Regions from separate parts of the Bombyx mori genome. Here region 2 is linked to region 1. Evidence: chromatin contacts called from public Hi-C data. All regions are on one chromosome and are shown on one strand. The core of a region is the stretch at or near the end of the contact, and the rest is flanking DNA. Distances in the headings are between cores, read along the strand shown.

The links. Hi-C and Micro-C count contacts between places; a contact is called where the count stands out from the background.
Region 2: a contact with region 1 is called in a Hi-C map of middle silk gland, with 4 times the contacts expected there. The contact joins the promoter of LOC101737221 here to the enhancer-like site in region 1. A contact is called at or near these places in 6 of 7 Hi-C or Micro-C datasets (middle silk gland, midgut, posterior silk gland and 2 more).

Annotation. Positions count from the first base shown.
Region 1 is chr23:16,426,586-16,433,256 of ASM3026992v2, forward strand. LOC101737221 reads right to left here. Exons shown (of 12, transcript XM_004930689.5): 6 at 6,003-6,099; 7 at 5,003-5,304; 8 at 4,066-4,215; 9 at 2,846-3,026; 10 at 2,303-2,431; 11 at 1,382-1,531; 12 at 1-699. The coding sequence ends at 409. Among protein-coding and RNA genes, the nearest start is that of LOC105842300, 21 kb to the left of the region's middle. Within about 2 kb of position 5,051, at least 4 of the 8 cell types and tissues checked have open chromatin away from gene starts, as enhancers often do.
Region 2 is chr23:16,473,543-16,480,140 of ASM3026992v2, forward strand. It overlaps LOC101737221, which reads right to left and starts at 2,120. Exons shown (of 12, transcript XM_004930689.5): 1 at 228-2,120. The coding sequence starts at 1,694.

The DNA.
Region 1 (6,671 bases), core at 3,801-6,300:
TAATTAAAAGATAATTTTATTATTCGATACACAACTGAGCATGAGTGTATTGATTGGAAGCATCTAAAATGGCTGATAAAGATTTGTTTAGCGCTTCTAGTGTTGAATGTGTGACGCGGCTTGTCTGCACACACGTATGACGTCACAGCTGACGTGTAGCATTAGCCGATGTGTCTTCAATAGAAGAATCTAAAAGGGCCGATAGAGTTTTGTTTAGCGCTTCTAGTATTGAATATGTGACAGGCTTGTCTATACACACGTATGACGTCACCACTGACACAGCATCAGCCGATGTGTATTCAATAGAAGCATCTAAAACCACTGATAGAGTTTTGTTTAGCGCTTCTAGTATTGAATATGTGTCGCGGCTTGTCTGTACCCACGTATGACGTCACAGCTGACGCGGCATCATCCTATCAAGTCCTTGAGCTTGTTCTTCAGCAGCCTGACCTTCCTATTGACGGCTCCCCGATAGTTCTTCCCCTCGATCTTTTGTGTCGCGAACCGGCTCCGGCTGGTGACCCTGTCGAGGAACTGGTCGTAGTAGTCCGGCAGCGGGGTGTCCTGTAGGGCTCCGGCGGCGGCGGCGTGTCGGGTACACATGTTCCGGATGAAGTGATTGAACATCGCCGTCTCCGTGAACCACTCCAGGAAGTAGTGGTTCTGCTTCGTGGTGGCGCTTTTGATGAACGACTCTTTCTGTTATAAAAAAAATTTTTTTTTTTGTTTAATACGCTTTTTTAGCTTCTGACGTATGTTTGTAACGAAAATCTTTGAAAATGATTTTGATACCATTCAAAACGTCGGATTAATTGGAAATTTGGTATAACTTATTAAGGACCTAATGGACCTATAAAGGACAATTCAATATTTAAAAAAAACAAAAAAATTGAAATTCAACTAAAAAATGAAAAATAAATAATAGTTTAAAAAAACTAACAAAATACACTTTTACAGAAAATCAAACTAAAAAATAGAAAATAAATTAAAAAAAATTTGAATTAAAAATAATGTAAGAAAAAATGATTTTATTGTAAAAAAGCGTGGGCACGGCAGAAATAGGCGGGATACCACCACCCCGCGTGAGGCAGTCACGCGTTTCGGTTTGAAGGGTGGGGCAGTCGTTGGCAGTGTCAGTATAGTTACAAAACTATACTGAGACTTTAGAACTCATATCTCAAAGTGTGTGGCGACATTTACGTTGTAGATGTCTATGGACTCCGGTAACCAATTAGTACCAGGTGGGCTGTGAGCTCGTCCACCCGTCTACCCTCCCCCCTCAAAACGGACAGGAATAGGACGGCGTTGGGTGGGCGACTCCCTTCCCTACCACCCTGGGTGACGGGACGACACTTGCTCCAGCCAACCAATCAGCACTCACGTCGAACAAGACTCCGTCATTGCCCAGGTCCGCCTCGCCGACGACGCCGACCCGGAGGTGCCTCCAGTACCCGTCCAGAATCTCCACGAAGAACCTCATGAACGCCTCCGAGATCATCACGTTGCGGGTTTTCGTGTCTTCCTGCTTGTCCTGAAAACATGCGAGGTTGTTTCAAGCCGATAATGAGACGTGAGGTCGGCCGTGCTTGTGATTTATGAATATCATATAGACATAGATTGAATGGCAAATATCTTTAAAAATATTGGCTTTAAGAATCGTGCGCTTCGCTTTGAAGGGTGGGGCAGCAATTGTAACTATACTGAGGTCTTAGAACTTGTATCTCAAGGTGGGTGGCGCATTTACGTTGTAGATGTCTATGGGCTCCAGTAACCATTTAACACTAGGTGGGCTGTGAGCTCGTCCACCCATATATGAGTCGTCTATTATCAAAGGCGGCAATCTGTGCATTTGGACAACAAAATTTTATTGATATGTTAATACAGATTTATTTGAATATAATCGTCTCCTTCAAAGAATACGGTTCAAAACCTGCATTAAATAAAGGTTAATAGTTAACCTGTTATTTATCTAAGATGTCGTTCCGAAGAGTTTTGTGACTGCCGATGGAATACAAAGTCAATAATTCGTTTTTCTGATTTACCAATCATTGTCCAAAAGTCAGATTGCCGCCTTTAATAATAGTCGACTCATAAGTAATAAAAAAAAATTTGGAGATCCATGCCGGTGACCCCTGCAGTAAGTGGTAGGCGAGACAAAAATATCATGTTTCGTCTGTTTTGTCTATTTGGAACGGGCAACGGAATCATAAGCCAAACAGCCGATAAAGATAATATTTTAAAATAAGATCATATTTTCTTTTTTTTCTTTGGGAGAATTCTCAAAATACAAAACTAGTAATACCTTGTTTTTGGTGGACTCCATCTGTAAGGAGGTCTTCAGGGTCTTGTAGCTCGACGTAGGCAGGATCGTGGACTCGTCGCCCTGGTAGAACCTCAATTTGGACGGATGCGTCAGGTCTATCAGCATACCCTGGAATCAGCATTGCACTTGAGTGAGATTCGCTCGATTCAAATTTAACAAACATCAAAGCTAATGTTATGCGCGTCAGACAGAGAGAGCTATGACGTCAAAACGCACATTTAAAGGAACACTCCTTTTGCAGGAAAGAGACAGAGCATAGCTTCAATATTGATACCACATTACCTTCCCCCACTGGAGCAGAGTATATTCATTCTTAATGGTAGATACCACCACCCCGCCTATTTCTACCGTGAAGCAGTAATGCGTTTCGGTTCGAAGGGTGGGGCAGCCATTGTAACTATACTGAGACCTTAGAACTTATATCTCAAGGTGGATGGCGCATTTACGTTGTACATTTCTATGGGCTCCGGTAACCACTTAACACCAACTACATAGACTTCCCCAAAAAGAAGAACAGCGTACCTCTTCGAAACCAACGCCGCTGGTGTCCAAGTCCTGGGTTTTCAGCATCCCGGCCAGCATCGGCAGCGGGGCGTCCATGGCCTCGTGCTGGATCTCCCCCGGGACCGTCGATATCAGGGGCTGCTGCCAAACCATCGGGTACAGAGACAGCTGCAGGGCCTCCAGGCAGCTCGAGATGTCGCTGCGCAACGAAGGTACTGGTTACTCGAGACAACAGACAAAAGACCTAATCTCAGGCCCTTTGAAAGCGAGACTGTACACGTCCCTTCCTAAGCTGATAGCCTTGAGAGGCTATATCAGCTAATTGACGTGTAGGTGAGCTCACGGGGCTCAAACATGACGACGTTGCTAACATGAAACCTAGAAAGAGCAGTGCTTCGCAGAATCTACCACCGGATCGGAAAGGCGACCCACTGAGTAGATCCGGCGAAATACTCAGTGGGCTGTCTGTGGGTTAATTCACTCGAGCCCTTTGTCGCCAGCGACGGGTTCGGCGAGGACGGTGACAGGTGCTTGAGGTACCTAAAAGCATCGTTAATGGATCGGGAGGATCCGTAATGACGTGTTTAGGGCGACGTCGACTGTTTACCATTCGGTCCACAGGATCGGGTATGTAATTCCCAGCGGCCACGACAAGAGGGTTCTCATGTCGTGCCGCCTTCTCAAAGTGACACGGTCATAAAGAATCTCTAATGTAGCCTTTCTCAAAGTGGGCGATAACGCCCCCTTGTGGGCGCTGCAGACCTAAAGGGGGGCGGTAAGAGACCCAGAAAAAACGGGGTGTTGTGTAGAGGCTTGGGAGGCGATTTGTAATTTCATCTAGGAGGATTCTTAGACACCGACTGAGCTCTCGCTATAGTGGCTTTTAAGTAGTTAAAAAAATGGGCGCGCTAAAAAATAATAATTCTCAAAGTGGGCAGCAGTAGACAAAATAAGTTTGGGAGCCCCGGCTCTAATTGAAGCAAAAAGACTCAATAAAATTGAGCAGTTCTAAGTTCATCGTTTAATCTGGCCTCAAATTACATTACGATTATTTTTCAGCAGGCAAGTATACGGCTCATCTGATGGTAAGTGGTTACCGTCGCCCGTGGACGTCAGCAATGACAGGGGCAAAGCCAAGACGCTGCCCAATGTTGAAGTTTGGTCGGTCTTTTGATTCATATTAAAGAAGTCTGTGTAAAGTCATACTGCCCTCAGAGACGCGTAGAGACGGTCATTACCTTAGTTTATCCCCGACTATGATGACCTTTCGTTCCAGGAGCAGGGAGCCGAACACCTTGATCGCCAGCCCGGAGCCGAGCAGGTCCAGCATCTTAGAGAGGCAATCCTCGTCCACCCGAGGTACTATCGGCCGCTTGATAACCTTAGAGCTGTAGTGGAATAATTATTGTGATTTATAAATGAGCTCATGTCTTTTCTACTGCTTCTGGGGCAGCGAGCAGGAGCAAGCACCAGGTCTCGTCCAGTCCGAGTGGAGCAGCTCGATATTTGAAGTCGTCGTGGCCTAAAGGATAAGACGTCCGGTGCATTCGTGTTGAGCGATGCACCGGTGTTCGAATCCCGCAGGCGGGTACCAATTTTTCTAATGAAATACGTAATCAATAAATGTTCACGACTGACTTCCACGGTGAAGGAATAACATAACGTGTAATAAAAATCAAACCCGCAAAAGTATAATTTACGTAATTACTGGTGGTAGAACCTCTTGTGAGTCCGCGCAGGCAGGTACCACCACCCTGCCTATTTCCGCCGTGAAACAGTAATGCGTTTCGGTTTGTAGGGTGGGGCAGCCGTTGTAATTGTACTTGAGACCTTAGAACTTATATATCAAGGTGTGTGGCGCATTTACGTTGTAGATGTCTATGGGCTCCAGTAACCACTTAACACTAGGTGCGCTGTGAGCTCGTCCACACATCTAAGCAATAAAAAAAAAAGAACTAACATCAGCACCTGTGTGCTTAATTCGAGTTTTTTAACGTTTTCGATCGCGTAAAAGTTAACTCAAATTCGTATACAGTTCGAACAGCGCCCCTAGCGGCAAACGCAGGAAAACGTTCCTATTCCATACTAATTTAACGTTAAGTAACTCGCACTAAGCACACTGAAGCTAGTATCACTCTACAGCAGTACGCGAAGACTTGCTATGATAAGACTCACCCCGGACTGCAGAGGTCCAGCAGGACTTCCTTCGGTCCGTTGTTGTTCTGCAGGTCAGAGTACTCCGGCACATCATAGTCGTTGCACTTTGCACTGTCACTTGCACTGTTTACACTTGCACCGTTAGCACTTTCACATGTGAGTTCACTTTTGCACTGTCTGTAGTCCGGCACGGTCCTGGGCCTGTGCGGCACCGGGACGCCCTGGCCGGGCTCCGGGAAGTCCATCTCGAACAGCTTCTGCAGCACGAAGTTGATGTTCGTCTCGCAGCTGCCGTGGTGAGATTCGATTTCTTTGAGGACCTGTCGATAACCGAAGGTTAGTATTGTCATACGTCAGATCTTAGGCTAATAAAGGGCGGGACATATCGACATGATATCTCGAAGTTTGGTCTTCGGTGAGCACTTGACTGGACGCGTTAAGTTACTAGATCCTTCAATATTCGTTCGGCTATTCGACGATAGATGGCGTTACTCTTACAATATTAATACATGAAGCAAAAACTTTGTACCCATTTTTACGAAAATAGTGCGGACGGAGGAGACTGAAATTTCCCACACTTTTAGAGAATATAGAGAAGGAGAGTAAAATACTATATTTTTTTAAATTATGCATAAAAAAGAACATTAAATCAATATAAAAAAACATTACAAGCACTACCAGGGTCCTGAAGCTGCGATACTTTAAGACAAAAAAAAATTTTTGCAAAAAAAAACTATGTTTATTGTCATGCTTTTATTTATTGTTTAAAGTCTGCGGTCAAATTGAGAATAGATTGAATATTGTTTGTTTTTAATATTATTTGTCTATGGTGTAGTTATGGCGACATCTGTGATTATATTACAGAAGTATAATAGTCTTTGACAATAGAACCGTAATAATGTTTAAGCATAAATTTTCAATCAATTATAGTCGAATTTCGACTGAACATCAAGTTTATCTGTTTCATTCAGTCCTTGTTAACATTAAACTATTGTTTGAATAGGACTATTAAACGTACCTTATAATAAAACCCAGGTGCTCTGTATTTCCCGATCAGGCAATAGCACAGGGGGAGGCAGCTGGTTCCACCTTCGGGGAGAACTCTTCGGCAGTATCTGCAAACCACAAGCATTCTATATCGTGGGAGGAAAGGCTATTTGGTTTAATCATTGTAATTGTAAAGGTCCATTTTATTTTGGTATCAGCATCAGCGGTTGTGTAACTATACTGAGACCTTAGAACTTATATCTCAAGGTGGGTGGCACATTAACCTTGTAGATGTCTATCCGGTAACCGCTTAATATCAGGTGGGCTGTAAGCTCGTCTACCCATCTAAGCAATAAAAAAAAAGTTCGATGTTTTTAATTAAACTTCAACTTAGAAATGGTCAACAAGCAGACACAAATATACAATAGGCGGTCTTATCGCTAAAAGCGATCTCTTTCAGACAACCGTTTAATTAACAGAAATTCTGGAAAAGATAAAGATATAACAGGTATGTTGCGGTGCACTATTAATAATACATTATTAGTAGGTAGGCAGCGTCTTGCCTCTGCCCCTGGCATTGCTGAAGTCCATGGGCGACGGTAACCACTCTCCATCAGGTGGGCCGTATGCTGGTCTGCCCACAAGGGCAATAAAAAAAATAAAAAAATATATACGTACAATAAATAAATATACGCCTAAT
Region 2 (6,598 bases), core at 870-3,369, 44 kb after region 1:
ATATTTATCTTTAAAGTAGTTAGTCTAACATATTTGTTTGCACTGTTGGAAAAACTGATCAAATTTATTTGTATTTTTTTCTCTAAGAACCTGTCATTTTTGTGTATACTGTGACATTGGCAAAATCAATGCCTAAGGGGTTGGAGTCAATTTTATTTTATATAAAAAAAAAACAGTATTGAACACACTAATTTTTTTTCTGAAATTTATATGCATTTAGGACTCACCTCTTCCTTCTTAATCGGTCGTAGCTCTTCCAAGCTTCGGCTAGAGGTCTTCAAAGTATTAAGAGTCCCGTAATGACTCCTTCTCTCGCATTCCGTTCTTGTATCCCCATTGTATGGTTCGTTATACACATGCTCCTTATCAACGAAGAATTCAGACTTTTTATCTGAGCATTCACATTTCAGATGACATTTAAAGCTGTCAGTGTTGTCATTTGATTGACATTTCGAACATTTCTCAGTCAGGAACGTTGATAATTCGTTGTTAGAATTACAATTGCAAGGGTCAAATTCGTTGTGTGTGCTTAAGCGGGTGTATGGAAGACTTGATGTTGAGTTTGTGAATGAACAATTTAAGGACTTGAAGCATCTGGACAGAGGATCTGATGGATGAATCGGTGGTAGAGTCCTCTGTGCTATGTCTAGGATTTCGGTGCACAGATAGTGTACTTCTCTGGGTTTTTTTGGACTTGCTGTTTTGATATTTTTGCTCTGATCAGCTTTTCGTTGCTCATATACCTGTTCCAGTTTTTCGAGCATCTTTTTTGGGTCTTTCTTAGGTGTTTCCACGTTTTCAGTTATGGTAGCAAAGACTCTTGGTGGTTTTTTCGGTGGAGGACCAGCTGGTAATGGTTGTTTTAATGCCTTCTTTAATGTGTCCGTTAGTTTTAGATGCGGATTCTTGCGCTCCAGCTTCATGGTCTCACTGGAAGCTGACAATTGATCCATAGATTCTAAATTTGGTGTTACTTCAGATTTTTTCTCAAATTGTGTCATTAGTTTCTTTATACGTCCCTTCTCATCATCCAGATTCTCAGTCTCAGAGCTCACTCCACTATCAGTTGTGGAATCTTGTTTTTCATCTTTTTTCTTCACTTTGTTGACTTTAGCATATTGGTCTAAAATGGACTGTGGCACTTGGCTATCCGGCACTGAATTCGTGTTCGCCACATCCTCAGTGCAACCTTGTGGCGTGAAATTCTCCTTCTTCATTTGTTCCTCTAAAAAATTACCTAATATTTTAAGTCTTTCTTTACTCAACTTCTGATTTGATATCATTGTAAAGTTTGCTGTTTCCGACCTACCGTTACAGCTACCGTGCCTTTTAGGTGCTATTTGATTTCTATCACATCTAAAAGCATGACTCCTGTGCAACTTTTTTCCTGGGTCACTGGTTTGACGTGATAAACAGGTTTTATTGTCACTGTTAATGGCCTTCAGATCAGCTCTGCTATATAAATAGCTGGTATTTGGCCTAGGTTCGTGGTCGCCGATTGATGAGTCAAATCCTACGTTCTTCTCATGGTTTACAATAGCTTGATCGTGTTTTTCTTCAATGTTCACTCCGCTATTTTTCTGTTTACACAACTGTGTGGTTGTGTGTTTTATCAAGAGCGGTTTGTTCTCGTTTCCTAAGTTCTCGAATTTACTCTTTATGGCTTGTACTCTGTTTTTTGGCTGCGATATCATTATTTCGACACTTTTGAGCGCATTTTAAATATTTTCGAAATCTCTCAACGATAATTACACGCTTATTAAGATCCACGCTTACAAACAAACTGTGATTTTGTTAGATTCTGTACTCAAAATTTATTAAAACGCACAAAATGAACATGATGTTCGACTGAATTACTATTTTTATGTTGTTTTTTTTTTTCACTAGCACATAACACAACACAGCTGCACAATTCTTCGAGCTACAAATTATGAATAAATTCCGTGTTCAATTACGAAATATTTAGCGTTCAACACGAATAATGCAACTCTAAATTGATATTTATTATTACTTTTGACGACGTTTGATAAAAGTAAAGTTTATATTACATATTGTCGTAGTTTACATAAACAGTTGTTCGCTGAGCCGAGGGCATGGCACTGGTTAGTGTTACCATATCTTTATACACTTTTTTCCTGTTTTTCCGTTACGTCAATCATAAATCAATCGAAAACTATTTATAGTGCTACCCATAACCCATGTTAACTTTTCCTTTATCGTTTTTATTAACTATGTAATGGCAAAATCTAACTTAGACCTTTATTAAAATATTTTCCTTAGCAGCGACTGGGCTATGCCCCTGGCATTGTTGACGTCCATGTGCGACAAAAGTAACTCACTAGGTGGGCTGTCTGCTGGTCTGCCTACTAATAAAATACTGTTTTTACAGTATTATTAGTTAGATGTGAAAATTATATAAGCATGTACACTATTGTGTCTCATATTTGCAAATGGTATTGTCCATTGTTAATTAAATATATTTATTTGAAACCTTTGTTAGAGTTTTGCAAATATTAGGGCAGATATGAATCTATGTAAATGTGAAACAGTTTCAAAGTTGATTGAGGTAAACACATGAAACTATGCTTTTATTGATTTGATTTTGTATCTGAAACCTATATAAGGTAAGTACCTTAGTACGATATCTAGTTTAGGTAGGATATATTTCAATTGAATTTTATTGAAATTCATTAATATCATTACTTTTGAATGTCAGAATTTTCCTAATATTTTATAAAATTTAATGCTCAGAGCACACAAGCAGCTGTGCGAGTTTTTTTTTTCTTATAATAAAACTGGTTCACGACAAAGTACCTTAACTTCTAAAATGATGAAATTTAATGTGATTAAAACAGTTTGAATGAATTCGACTTATATTAAAGTCTCACTACGTATCTCATTAAGTGACCTATTGAAAAAAAAAAAATAACAACAAAACTGTAGCAAAATAGCAGACGCTTGGATCTTGTAACGTCCTCTGTAATCGAGTAGCTGAACTAAAGCTGGCACTAACTTTAATTTAAGCAAATAGTCTTAATGCTATTGCAAACAAAATGAATGAAACCCATATAAATCGTTCTCATACACGTTTCTCTATCTCGAAAAAAAATAATGTTTTAATACCATGAAAACAATAGTATTAAGTGGAAGTAACAAAATAATATAAATTTGTTTTTATGCCATCTCTGATCGAGTAGTCAAGTATCGACCTTCGGTACTGAAGTGGCTATTACTGGAGATCGATTCAGTTTCCTCCTTAAATCTATGCATGAGCAGAAGAAGAGTTGTTCGACCGTCTTGATGCAAGGCCTCTTTATTGATATTTCATTTTCAAAGCATTGCGCGTCCCTTTACGCTTGCCTATGTGGCTTGTAATTAAAACTACTTTGTTTTATTTACCTAGTCTTACATTTATTGTTAAAAATATTCTATCTTGGGCGCTTCGAATCAATTGTTTTCGCGCTCTCGGGCGGCCAAGGTGCTTTGTTGCTTGAAAGGTCGTTGTTTTTTGACATTTTAATTTTACGCGCGAAATTTCATACTTCAGTGGCGAAAAGTGTTTGTTGAAATTGACATCTTTCTATAACGCACTTTTAGATAAGCACACCGTAAAAGTGTTTTTTAATTGTGCCCACTAATCTCAAATCTGAAGAACGTACTTTATTGTTTTCTCGGCATATGAATAGATGCATATTTTTACCCAATGATTCTCCAAAAAACACGTCACAACTTCTTTTTTTTTTAATTGGGTCATACGGCTCCATATTAGGATTTCCTGTGTTATGGGTACCAGATACTGACATACACACTTAAATCTTCTTCTTCTTCTTTGTCGTTTCCTCATTGCTGAGGGTCGTGACCACCTTGGTCCAGTTTTTGCACCAGCTTCTTCCAATGTTGCCTGCATTCGGCCTGCTTAATGGCGCCCGGGACGCTGGTGTTTGTGGCCTCCTTGATAATGTCCGTCCACCTGGTTGGCAATCTTCCTCGACTTCTCTTTCCTTCCACGTGACCTACAACTATTAATTTTTCCAAGTTCTCAGGATTTTATATACGTTTAAATATATACCTAAATAGATAACAAACACTCAGACAAAGAGCAAACAAACCTGTTCATCACATGAATGCGTGCCCAGTGTGGGAATTGAACTTACGACCCTCAGCGCGTTAGTCAGGGTCGCTAACCAATGCACCACTGAGTCAGTCAAAATCAGTCAATCAGTTAGATTGTTATTTTTTTCCGTATGTACCTATTCGCTAATAGCTTATTGGGCTATTCTAACTATGCCCGGGCGAATAAGTGAGCTCACGGGCTCAACCTGAGAGAATTTGCTAATACTAGCCCTAGCAAGAGCAGTGCTTCGCTGAATCTACCACAGAGTCGGAGAGTCGGAGTCGCGACCCACTGAGAAGATTCGACGAGAAACTCAGTGGGCTGTATCTATGGGATCATACACCCACTGTTAAATTATTACACATCACAGTTCACACACTCATTTTAAATCATTGCCACGGAAACAGAGACAAACAGCCACAGTTCACATTTTAATATCGAAAACAATTAGTTCGTAGATTAAAAAACCATTTAATTTAATAGCATTTTATTACGTGTCGTATCAATATACAATTAGACGTGATGCATTAGTCGTCACTATCTCGTCGGAGTCAGTGCAAGATGAACTCGATTTTGGTAAGAGAATAAATTTTCTAATAAACAATGAGAATACATTTTTATTGTTTCCTTAATAGACGAGGGTACGGCGTTTCTAAGTCGTGATGAGTGGTGAGTGGTTAACATCGTCCGTGGACATCAGCCCAGCATAGGATTCCTATGTAATGCTTGCAGCAAATATCTTAAAAAAAAGGTTTTTTCCTTCATGTTTCGACATACTACTGTTGCTAAGTCGTCGCACTGATTTTGAAGTCGTCGTAGCCTAAAGGATAAGACGTCCGGTGCATTCGTATCGAGCGATGCACCGGTGTTCGAATCTCGCTGACGGGTACCAATTTTTCTAATGAAATACGTACTCAACAAATGTTCGCGATTGACTTCCACGGTGAAGGAATAACATCGTGCAGTAAAAATCAAACCCGCAAAATTATAATTTGCGTAATTACTGGTGGTAGGACCTCTTGTGAGTCCGCACGGGTAGGTACCACCGCCCCGCCTATTTCTGCCGTGAAGCAGTAATGCGTTTCGGTTTGAAGGGTGGGGCAGCCGTTGTGACTATACTGAGACCTTAGAACTATATCACAAGGTGTGTGGCGCATTTACGTTGTAGATGTCTATGGGCTCCAGTAACCACTTAACACCAGGTGGGCTGTGGCTCGTCCACACATATAAGCAATAAAAAAAAAAAACAACAACATGACAATCGGAAAAATAACCAAAATAATTAAGAGCCATAATTAATTTAAATTATAAACTTTATTCCGAACTAAGTATTAGTATAAGTAATAAGTATTACGAGTGGGTAGTCAGACTGTGTTGTTGTCAGTGTTGTGCTCGTAATTAAATACATTTATGAACGATTGTGTGCTTTATAAAAGTGAGGAATGTGCAAGAGTTTATGAACGGTGTTAAGACTATCCCGAAAATCATATGGAACAGAGAATACACCACCAAAATTCAAACAAAGGTGCACAAATACGGTCCACCAAAGGGATGTTCAAAGTACGCGAAAACCCCGGGACATCTAATACGAATATTATATCTACTATCCCTACGTGTATGTAAGTGAAAGAAAAATATCTAAGTGGAAGACAATTTCCGCCTTTAAAATATTATAATCTCAAAAGTGCAACGTAACGACCAAAAAAAAAACACTGATAAGCGACATCTACTGTACTTTGTCAAAACAACTAAGACAAACCCCTTGTTAAATTCTAACTTGCCATCTAGTGACAAACAACGACACTACTTAACAAGCATCGATAAATTCAATTGAGTGGAAGAAAAAGTACTGTACGTTTCCAATAGAGTTCAGTAAAATAAAAAATAAAAATTATGGAAGAAATAAAAGACATGTTCTTGAGTTTGCAACAAGACATAAAACAACAAAAAGAAGATATGGTAAAGATGAAGGAAGACATCAAAAACATAATAGTTAACAGCCTTGCCGAGAAGTTAAGCAGCTTAGAACTTAAAAACGAGCTTTTAGAACAAAAAATTGAAGAACAAAATAGAAAGATGAACAACTTAGAAAGACAGTCTAGACGCAAAAACTTGGTCATGTTTGGTGTAGAAGAGCGCGAAAACTCATACCACGAACTTGAAGAAATGATAATCAGCATAATAAATACAAATTTTAAAGTATCCTGCGAAACTAACAGCATTGAAGCAGTACGTAGGTTGGGAAAAAAGGGAGAGAAGACCAGACCAGTAGTAATAACGTTCAACACATTAGGATTAAAACTAAAAATTCAGAAAGACAAATATTGTTTACAAAAAACCGCATACTACATAAAAGAAGACTATCCAATTGAAATCTTAAAAAAGCGCAAAGAGTTGCAAGCCCAGTTAGAGAGGGAAAAAGAAGCAGGAAATAGAGCAATTATAAGATATGACAAACTTATCATACTGAATAAAAAACATTCT